Regions from separate parts of the Mus musculus genome. Here regions 2 and 3 are each linked to region 1. A link is a contact called in public HiChIP or PLAC-seq and promoter capture Hi-C data. All regions are on one chromosome and are shown on one strand. Each heading gives the region's core, a stretch centred on a gene start, on an enhancer-like site or on the middle of the called end of the contact. The rest is flanking DNA. Distances are from core to core; before and after follow the strand shown.

Region 1 (3,310 bases), core at 802-3,301:
TACAGATGTGTTAACCCACAGACAAGGGGACTGGGCTTTAGACATGACCATGACAGCTACAACACACATGTAATAGGAAAGGCTGGGATTGGTAATAACCAAGATACAGTTCCAGATGCCTCTCCATCCCTCCAAATTCTCTAGTTGTACAGAAGGCATGGATGATAGGCATTTCCTTCCCCAAACAAATATACTATGAAGATAAACTGATATATTAAAGGAAAATATCCATCATTTACTACAGTTCTTCCCCTTTCTTCCAAACTTGGCAGATAACTCAAGGAAATGGTAGCAGGAAAATACACGTTGCAAGGCAGGATGACATAAGCCTTTAATTTCAGCACTCGGGAGGCAGAGACAGATCTTACTGAGTCTGAGACCAGCTTGGTCTACCTAAATGAGTTCTAGGGCAGCCAGAGCTACATAGTGAGACCCTGTCTAAAAAAAAAAAGAAAAGAAAAGAAAAAGGAAAAAAGAAAAAGAAAGAAGAGAAAAGAAAAGAAAAGAAAAGGAAAGAAAAGAAAAGAAGAGAAAAGAAAAGAAAAGATCCAACCAACCAACCAAATAGATACAGTTTGATTTGCAAAGTGGTATTAACAAAAGTAAATCATAAAGAGCATTATTTTGGGGGTTAATATTTTAAGTTAGCTATCAGCACTCCTCAGTGAGGAACCCATCTATTCATCTGGTAATTGCCAAGTCCGAGAACCCCAAATATTTCCTTCATCATCTCCACGTGAACGAGGGGTCAGTAAAATTACTGCTATTGGCTGTACAGCCAAAGGCTAAGCTGCAGTTAATGATATTCATCCAAGAACATAGTGTGATTTGGTGATTATTCGGGCTAATGTTAGAGGCAATTTGACCATACCTGAGTAAGATAAAGCTGTACCCGATGGTACACGCCTGTAATTCCAGCCTACTGGGGATGCTGAAGCAGGAGGAGCAGCCTGGCAACCTAGTAAAATCCTACTTTAAAATAAGAAAGAGGGCTGTGAGTGGTGGCACACACCTTTAATCCCATCACTCAGGAGGCACTGGGAGTTTGAGGCTAGCCTGGTCTACTTAATGAAACCATGTCTCAAATATTAAAATAAAGCGAAGACTGGATATGTAGTTAGCTCCCGGGTAGAGTACTAGTGTGTACCAGGCCCATCCAGAAAAAAGGAAAAAAAAAAAAAAAAAAAAAAAAGAAAAAAAAAACAACTCTGTCCATATAAGGATTAGAGATACAAGTGGAAATATTTCTAAGAAAAATGCCAAATGATTTGAATTTACACTATAAATTAAATGACAGGAAACTGTTCCTTTTCTGAGAGTAGGATTTTATGTTAGAAAATGGCAGAAGCTTCAAGGACAGAATGAGGGGGTATACACCGTTAACCCCAAACTGCCACCTTGTCGTTTCCTAGGTAGAATGTATAGCTTTCCAGCCACATCCTGTTAAAAGCTTTGTGGCTATGTCATGAGATCTTTTTAAAAGTTCTTTCCAGTCAAGTAGGGACAAAGAATAATTTTCTGTTGAAATATAGAATTAAATCTTTATAGATGTAGACTATTTTCATTTGCAAATGTGAAGTGGGTATTTTCAACTTCCTTCAAAGAAACAGAGAGGAAAATACTCCTTTGGATAGGAAATTGTATAGACGAGTAGGTTTCACGTGTACACCGTGGGAAAATCTCAGCGTGTGTGTAACTGCTATGAATTTAGGAAGCGAGCCTCCTTGCAAGAGTGCCTGTAACAAACTCTAGTGGCCACCCAGTGGCTGCATAATGAAATTGCTTCTTTTGTTGGCTACAGCCCTTTATTATTTTTTTTTTTTTGGAGGGAAAGACTGAGGTAGATGGTGCTAAACTAAGAATTTAAAGCGGTCCAGGCACTCCTCTGGATCGATTTGAACCACCGTCACTGTAGTAAATGGTGTATATTTTCCTGGTGGCCCACTCACAGTTTGACCACATTGGGAAGCAATGCGTTCAGATACTGACCGGCACGGAGGACACCGAGCTGGCCCGTGACTCTCGGGACACGCTGTTGGGCATGGCCAGCGTGCAGCAGGACACGCCCACGGTGGCCTCGGGCAGCTCGTCGTCCTCCGTCCACTCGTTGAGCTCGGGGTTGAAGCACTGGATGCATTTCTTGTACTTCTTCTCGCCCTCGTTCCAGCCGCCCAGCAGGTAGGCTCGCCCGTGCAGCGCCGAGACACCCGCCGTGCTCACGCCCACGGGCAGCGGCGCCACGAAGCTCCACTGGCGCGCTGCGGGACTGAAGCTCTCCACCGTGAGCACGTCCACGCGCTCCCCGCGCGGCCCCAGCTGGCTGCCCCCCATCACGTACAGCCTGTCGCCCAGCGCCACCGCGCAGTGCCAGCCTCGGGGCGTGCTCAGCTGGGGCAGCTCCTGCCACGCGTCGAGCGCGGGGTCGTAGGCGCACACGGAGCGCGAGTACGCACTGCCGATGTAGCCGCCGGTCACGATCACGCGGCCGTCGGCCACGGCGCTGGCGTGGCAGCAGCGCGCCACCTCGAGCGGCGCTTTGGGCTGCCATTGGTTGGTGGAGGGCACGTAGCACTCCAGCGAAGCCAGGCTGCCCTCGGAGTTACGGCCGCCCACCGCGTACAGCAGCCCGTTGAACACGCTCAGGCTGAAGTGCGTGCGCTTCTGGTTCATGCTGCCCAAGTGAATCCAGGTGTTGAAGCGGGGATCGTACCTGAGATGAGAGAACCGTTGTTGCAGAAGAGGGAATCGTGATCTTGTCCCCACCTCCTGCAGGGAAGAGCCCCAATTCAGCCCCGCCTCTAACTTCCCCACCCTGCTACAGGTAGGGTTCTGCCTCCCCCCACCCCACCCCGTCTCATTTAGAAAAAAAAAAGGGGGATACTCCCCTCTCTCCCCATTCAGAAGATAGTTCCTTTAGCTATACCCTCAAACAACCAAACCAAATAACAAGAAGATCCCACCGAAATCTCTTCGCTCTTACAATTCCCCCCACCCCGTTCTGTCCCCGGATTTAATGGGCCACAGGAGAGGAACTGGGCGTAAGAGGGAACCTGTACATTAAAGGCAATTCCCTAGTCATCTTAATTTCTGACTCCGTCCTGTAAACAAAAATAGCAATGATACTTGTCCTGTTTTTTGGTTTTTTTGTTTTTTGTTTTTTTACTTTCTTAGTTTGTGCCTATCCTATTATTTTATGTGATATTATCTTATTAAATGTATAAAAATGTTAAATTAAAAAAAGGTAATTCTACTCATTTTTCAGACACCAATATCCCTAGCTCTTAATAGGCATTGCCTGATTAGATTTCTT
Region 2 (3,346 bases), core at 448-2,947, 350 kb before region 1:
TGATCTCCTTGGGGGCCAGGTACTCACATGGTGCACATTCATACATGCAGGCAAACAAAACAAAACAAAACAAAACAAAACAAAACAAACCCTCGTACCTGAGATGAAATGAATGATGATAACTCCCACAAACCCACATTCCTGCTGGACTAGGTCCACCGGAATTAACATCCCCATCTCAGGACAGCTTCCCAGTCGCCTTTCCATGGACGACACCGTATCTACATCTTGTGGGTATAGGACAGAGGTGAGGCACGTTATTCAGCCTACTGCATGGACGAGCTCAAAATTTCAAAGAACAATTCAGGTGTTGGGAATGGATGTCACAAATATTGAAATTAGGATTATGTAAAGCACACAGTAAAAAGAGGGTTGACAGAAAAAAATAAAATAAAATAAACCCAAACAACAACAAAAACCCAAGCTGAACCAACCAACCAATCAACCAACCAACCAACCAACCAACCAACCAACCAACCAACCAACCAAAACCAACCAAACAAGAGGGCTGGAGAGATGGCTCTGAGGGTAAGATCACTGGCTGCTCTGGCCGAGGAGCCAGGTTCAGTTCTCAGCACCCACATGGCGGCTTACAGAGTCTGTAACTTCAATTCCAAGAGATGAAACACTCTCTTCTGGCCTCCGCAGGCAATGCACACACAGTGCCCAGTCATCTACGCAGGCAAAACGCACCTAGACACGCAGAGAAACAAAAATCCTAAGCAAAGAGCTAAACTGCAACAGGCATACACACCCTAGTTACCAGAGGCAGCACTGCTTAGCCAGGTGAAGGAGCCAGAGCAAGCAGTAAAGTATTATGGGATAGTCATAGTCTTTTTCTCTCAGAACTAAAACACTTAAACCACAGTGTGAAAAACAATATATTAGCATTCCTTAAACTGGTTTAAAGACTTGGTTTAATGATTTTTAACAAGAAAGATTCATGTTTATTATTATTATTATTATTATTATTATTATTATTATTATTATGCATGTGTGAACCCAGAACTTCTTCAAGAACTTGACCATTGAAACTTTCCAGCCTCATCTGCTTGATTTTCATGAAGGGCTGGGGCAGAGCATACAAAAAGCTCCACACAGAGATGTGGCCACACAGAGAATCTGGAGTTTAAGTTGAGGAAAAAGGAACACGACATCTACATCCAAGGAAGAATAGATCTGGTCTACAGAGTGAGTTCCAGGACAGCCAGAGCTATACAGAGAAACCCTGTCTCAAAAAACAAACAAACAAACAAACAAAAACACAACAAAAAACAAAACAAAACAAAACAAAAAAACAAACAACAACAACAAAAAAAACCCAAACAAACAACCAAACAAAAACAAGCAAACAATCAAAAGAATAGATTTGGGACCGTGATTTTATTGACCATTTGAGGATCGATACAAGAGGCAAGAACCAGATGCTAGGGGAAGGTCCCAAGTGAGCATGCTTCCAGGACTTCACCGTCTTGGCTGACCAGCGTCCTTGGGTGGATATGCTGTTTACCTAGAGGGTTCTCGGCGTCTCTGGACACCACCCACCTAGCCCTGGGAAGCATCTTGTGTCCAGGCTGTGCCATTCCAAACTGTCCCGGGCTAGCAGAGGAATTCAGCAAAATTGCTGCCCTTAAGAGTCTCCTGTACCGTCAACGAACAGGCCAGGCCAGGCCAGGGGAACACTGGCCAGAAGGTGGAGCCCACGAGCCTGGTGAAGTGCGGAGGTGGCAGTAGCTAAGGCTCAGTTCCAAGGCCTTTGCTGGGGGATTGGCAAGGCGCCATTAGGAATATAGCGTTGGTTTGCTCTCTTGGGTATCCAGGGCAGCTCAAGGTCGGGAGTATTCCAGGACAGTGTGTTGAGGCTTGCGCTGTGGGTGGCTGCTATCTGTTCCACCAGCACAGATTTCCAAAGGCAGGGTCACTTGGGCAGGTGATAAGCTTGTTTGTGGTTTAAACAGTTTGGGACCTATTCGCTTACATGGTTGTTGTGCTTCATCTAGGTTAACTGCCTTAACTGCCTGTCCTCCTAACCCTTGAGTTGCAAAGAATGGAAAGAGGACAGCGGAGAGACAGGGAAGCAAGCGGACCGTCTCCAGCCTGTGCGCCTGACTCAGTAGACTGCGGCGCTGGCTCATCCTGGGAGCGCAGAGGGAATGTCAGCCTCACACAGCCTGGCACCTTGTGCAGTGACACCTTCAGGGTTTGTGGGGACAAGCCGCCTGCCAGACACACGGCTTATTATAAGTCAGATGATACAAGTTTACATATGAATATGAACACAGGCAGCTTGAACAAGCCCAGTGAGGCTAATGAACTTCCTGATTGGCAAAATTAGAACTCTGATGCAAAGCATGGTTAGGATATGAAGGTCTTGGGTTCTGAAGGGAGGAAAGTCACTCTGGTAGGTAAGAGAGGTGAAACTCGGTGGCCTCGGTGGCTGACAAATTTAGGGTGCAGACGGAGGGAATTCGAAGAGCCATGCTCATACTGCGTTTGTGGTCACAATAAACAAAAACCAGTAAGCTAAAGAAATAACTGGACTATATGATGTTTATTAGACTATCTCAAACCCAGAAATGAATACACTATCTATCTATCTATCTATCTATCTATCTATCTATCTATCTATCATCTATCTATCTATCTATCTATCTATCTATCTATCTATCAGTTTGCATATGATATGGTGTCATTAAGACAAACTATTACCAAATAATATCTTGGGCTACAAAGATAGCTCAGTGGTTAAGAGCACTGGCTGCTCTTGCAGGGACCCAGATTCAAGTTCCCCAGCATCTTCGGGGCAGCTTGCAACCGTCCATAACTGTAGTTCCAAAGGGTCTAATGCCCTCTTCTGGCCCCCGCAGGTACTGCACACATGTCCCTCTAGAGTGGTCCAGCTTTTCTTAAGCTTTTGTTACTTATGTGTGTGTGCATGTGCTGGTGTGTGCATGTCACAGCACACATGCAGAAGTCAGAGCACAACCCACAGGAGTAAGTCCTATTCCTCCACCATGGGGGCCTAGGGTTCAAAATCAGGTTGTCTGAGCTGGTGACAAGCACCCTGATCCACTGAGTCACCCTAGCCAGTCCAAGATCTAGTCTTTTAAACCCCTCTTCTCTGGCCCTCGGTCACATGAGATATGAAGCATAAATGATAATCAATCACCTATTTAGTTCTGTGGACCACAGGAAAATGGTTTTCTTGCTATAAAGTGGTTTTGCTTTTTGATTTGAGATGGAGTTTCCCATATCCCAGGCTGGACTCCAACTCACACTGGGCATAGCTTGAACACATGTGACCTCAAAGCCAGCCTCCACAGTGACACACCTCCTTCAACAGGCC
Region 3 (3,445 bases), core at 798-3,297, 430 kb before region 1:
TTGCTCACTTCTGCAGCCTGTGCTCCTGCTGGCTCTCAGCTCAAGCCTCACTCTGACAGCTGCTGCTAGGATGGTGTTCCCTGTCCCCGTGGTCACTCTGTCCAAAGGGTCAGTTTCTTGGACAGTATTTTTTCCTATCTGACTGCCTCGGTGGTTGGTTTTTACGCTAGCACTCGACCTGAACTTTCACCAATAAACAAAAGGTCTTCACCTTGTGTGTCGGTCTCAGCCTGCCTCTTGAAACAGCATCTTGCAGATACTCAGCAAATAATTGTTGAATTAAAAAGAACTACATGATAGTCAAAATATTCATTTGCTTCTAAGGACTTTAACTTAGCTTTTTACATTGATTGATGCTGTGCTTTCTTACCTAGAGACCCTGAAATCTGGCGTCTGGCTTGCTTGAAAGTGTGGGGCAGAAGCTGCATGAAGCTCGTTCCATACGCGTCCTGGAGAGAGATGTTTCTAGAACGGCCCCGAGTTCGGTTTGATGGTAAGTTGGGCGGACTCAAGCGCTCAGGAGTAATCATAATCTACAATGTAATTTTGATAAAACGTGGTTTTCATTTTTTGTAATGGACCTAAGTGCCTATGAACGTAACTGAGGGAAGCAGCACTAAAAATAGAGCGGGGTGTGCTATGCGATTGTCACGTGACTTTTACTTATGGACTTTAAAGGAACGTCTGGTTTTTTGTAGGAGTGTACATCAGTAAAACCACGTATATTCGCCAGGGAGAGCAGTCACTTGATGGTTTCTACAGGGCGTGGCACCAAGTGGAATATTACAGGTACAGCTGCTGTAAAGTGCGTGAGTGGGAAATTCTCAAGTGTCTTAGGTTTTGGATCTGCTTTCTGTTGCTCATGATTTATCCACAAAACGGTCCTCGGTATTTTTTAATCTAATATTATGACAGGAACCGCACTCAAAAACCTAAAGGTTATTTATAAGTTGTATAATCCCTCCAGTTCCTAGTAGCCCTCCTGAGCCCCTCTCCTCTGTCCTTATACTGTGACCTATAAGGCCTGTCCCAGCCTTTGTTCAGCACGTGGGTATGCAGCTGAGAAATAGGTAGGGTAGTGTCTGTCACTGTGTATAGTTACTGGGTCTTGCTTTGTCAGGCATTAATTAGTGCCCCAGGAAAACACAGACTTTAGTCTAAGAGACAAGTTTAAAGTTTATTTGGTGAGTGAAATGAAAGGTCAACACACCCCAAGGAGTTACAGGCTAGGCTCTCCCGTGTAGCCTGCCACTGGGTCCTGGCTGCCTTCCTGTCTTACCCACGCTTTGCTGATGGGGTTCAGTCTGGGTTTCACAGCTCCGGCTAAGTGTAGAGACCGCAAGCTAAGGTCATGTTTTGTACTGTGTGTGGGGCTAAGTAGAGACTGCAAGCTAAGGTCATGTTTTGTACTGTGTGTGGGGCTAAGTGTAGAGACTGCAAGCTAAGGTCATGTTTTGTACTGTGTGTGGGGCTAAGTGTAGAGACTGCAAGCTAAGGTCATGTTTTGTACTGTGTGTGGGGCTAAGTAGAGACTGCAAGCTAAGGTCATGTTTTGTACTGTGTGTGGTGGTGTCTGGTTCCTTCTCATGTAGATACATGAGATTCTTTCCTGATGGCCATGTGATGATGTTAACCACCCCCGAGGAGCCTCCGTCCATCGTTCCCCGGTTAAGAACCAGGAACACCAGGTAGTGTTTCTATATGGCCTTCTACCTAGTCCACATTTCCTTATTTATCCTAAGACAGCGCTTTTATGGCTTAATAATGCATGTCATAAAAGGCAGTCCTGAGGCTGGGGGCTGGGGTGGGGTCTCGGGAAGCCTGTCCTGCAAGGCCTATGCAAGCTCGTTCTCATCCCAGTGCTGTGTGTGGGCGAGTGGGGGAAGGGGCACTGGGACGCCGCGTTCTAGGTGCTCAGATAAGTATAACTGGCTGTTTTAAGGTGTGCTTATTATTTCTTAGAACGGATGCAATTCTGCTGGGTCATTACCGCTTGTCACAAGATGCAGACAATCAGACCAAAGTCTTTGCTGTAATAACTAAGAAAAAAGAAGAAGTGAGTATGCACTGTGGAGCCGGGGCTGCCCTTACCACAGCTGTCCATCCACCCATTCTCAGCTAGGAAAGAGAAACAATCCCCAGACGGTTTTGCCACAAGAGCTGGACGTTTATGCACATCAGTGTGTTTGCCCTTCCAGAAAGCCACCCTAGGGTCCTCACGCACGGGAATACAGTACCAGGATCTCCTACATCCGACTCCTGTCTCTGTTAACGGGGCTGCTACTGTCTCTGCTGCTCGTACAGGCCACTCTTCTGCCAGGAGACTTGCAGAGAGAGCATTTTACCAGAAAAAAGCTTCCCTCTTCTGTTTCTGTGAAGAAAGAATAAATGCCCAGTAAATGTGATTATATATACATATATATCATGGTCTATGGTGCTCTAAATTCTTGGTGGATTGAAGAGCTAATATTTTTTGCAACTTTCTCTAGATTCCTTTGTCTAGTCCTGGTTCAGAGACATCGTACATACCTGCCACATCAGTTGGGCAGTGGTTAGAGCAAGTGTAGGCTGTTGTCCACATAAGTAGTGGGGCTCGTAGGTTCATTCTCCCTTCCTGTTGTCAGGTAGTGAGACGCTGCAGGGTTTTATCTGTGAGTGATGTCGTGACACCAGGGCACTGGCTTTCCTGCCTCCTCTGATGGGCTCCTGGGATGCTGTAGTGCTTTCCACGTGTTCCCACGTGGCACGTCAGTATCCTTCTATAAGGAAGCCAGTCACAGTGTTCACAGTGTGCAAAAGAACAGTCAGAGTGAGATCCATCACACCTGTTCATCTGTGACTGTCTTGCTGCTGTTGCAAAACATGACTTGTACGCTACACTTTATATATAAATGTATAGAAGAAAAGATAAGGTCTGACTGTGTAGCCTGACTGGCCTGGAACTCGCTGTGTAGACATGGGAGTCCTCAGATTCCCAGAGATCTGCCTATCTCTGCCAGATTACAGGCTCAAGCTGCCAGGATCTGCCTGTCCTTGGCAGCACACGGATTGAAGGTGCGAGCTGTCACGCCTCTCTCCAGGCTTCCTAGTCACCAAAGGAGAAAGAAAGTTTTATTCCTGAAACTGCTAGGTAACTCTAGCTGGTGGGGAGGAAACCTGGTGTTTTACCTACCGCTTCTTGGAACACTCATAGGTTTACATGTGGTACTCAGGGTGACCTGCAATGTGTAACAGGTTATCTGCAATGTGAATCTCACATTATATATTCCTCTAATGGTTATCCTAGCTCACGAACCTTTTCTTTACAGAAGCCACTTGACCATAAATACAGGTATTTTCGTCGTGTTCCTGTCCAAGAGGCAGATCACAGCTTCCATGTGGGACTGCAGCTGTGCTCCAGTGGCCACCAGAGGTTCAACAAACTCATCTGGATCCACCACTCTTG

What was found. Promoter capture Hi-C pulls out the DNA fragments that hold promoters and counts their contacts. HiChIP or PLAC-seq counts read pairs in DNA pulled down with a chosen protein or histone mark.
Region 2: a promoter capture Hi-C map of liver shows a contact between it and region 1, with 2.3 times the contacts expected there. The contact joins two enhancer-like sites. A contact is called at or near these places in 6 of 39 promoter capture datasets (the 3T3-L1 cell line, embryonic stem cells, hippocampal neurons and 1 more), 5 of 484 Hi-C or Micro-C datasets (the AML12 cell line, cortical glia, embryonic stem cells and 1 more) and 4 of 115 datasets of contacts at active chromatin or transcription factors (embryonic stem cells and stem cell-derived neural progenitor cells).
Region 3: a contact with region 1 is called in an H3K4me3 HiChIP or PLAC-seq map of bone marrow-derived macrophages, with 5 times the contacts expected there. The contact joins two enhancer-like sites. A contact is called at or near these places in 3 of 115 datasets of contacts at active chromatin or transcription factors (bone marrow-derived macrophages, embryonic forebrain and embryonic hindbrain).

What each region holds. Positions count from the first base shown.
Region 1 is chr9:77,654,527-77,657,836 of GRCm38.p6, reverse strand. It overlaps Klhl31 (kelch-like 31), which reads right to left. Exons shown (of 3, transcript NM_172925.2): 3 at 1-2,710. The coding sequence ends at 1,978. Among named protein-coding and RNA genes, the nearest start is that of Klhl31, 19 kb to the right of the region's middle. Within about 2 kb of position 2,051, at least 158 of the 459 cell types and tissues checked have an H3K27ac peak or open chromatin away from gene starts, as enhancers often do. A contact at or near this core is called in bone marrow-derived macrophages, hippocampal neurons and liver, where this site is marked.
Region 2 is chr9:78,005,197-78,008,542 of GRCm38.p6, reverse strand. It overlaps a transcript of Gm34829 not described here. Among named protein-coding and RNA genes, the nearest start is that of Gm39375, 5.9 kb to the left of the region's middle. Within about 2 kb of position 1,697, at least 44 of the 459 cell types and tissues checked have an H3K27ac peak or open chromatin away from gene starts, as enhancers often do. A contact at or near this core is called in hippocampal neurons and liver, where this site is marked.
Region 3 is chr9:78,084,518-78,087,962 of GRCm38.p6, reverse strand. Fbxo9 (f-box protein 9) reads left to right here. Exons shown (of 13, transcript NM_023605.2): 8 at 375-493; 9 at 699-789; 10 at 1,593-1,688; 11 at 1,963-2,056; 12 at 3,309-3,445. Among named protein-coding and RNA genes, the nearest start is that of Fbxo9, 22 kb to the left of the region's middle. Within about 2 kb of position 2,047, at least 61 of the 459 cell types and tissues checked have an H3K27ac peak or open chromatin away from gene starts, as enhancers often do. A contact at or near this core is called in bone marrow-derived macrophages, where this site is marked.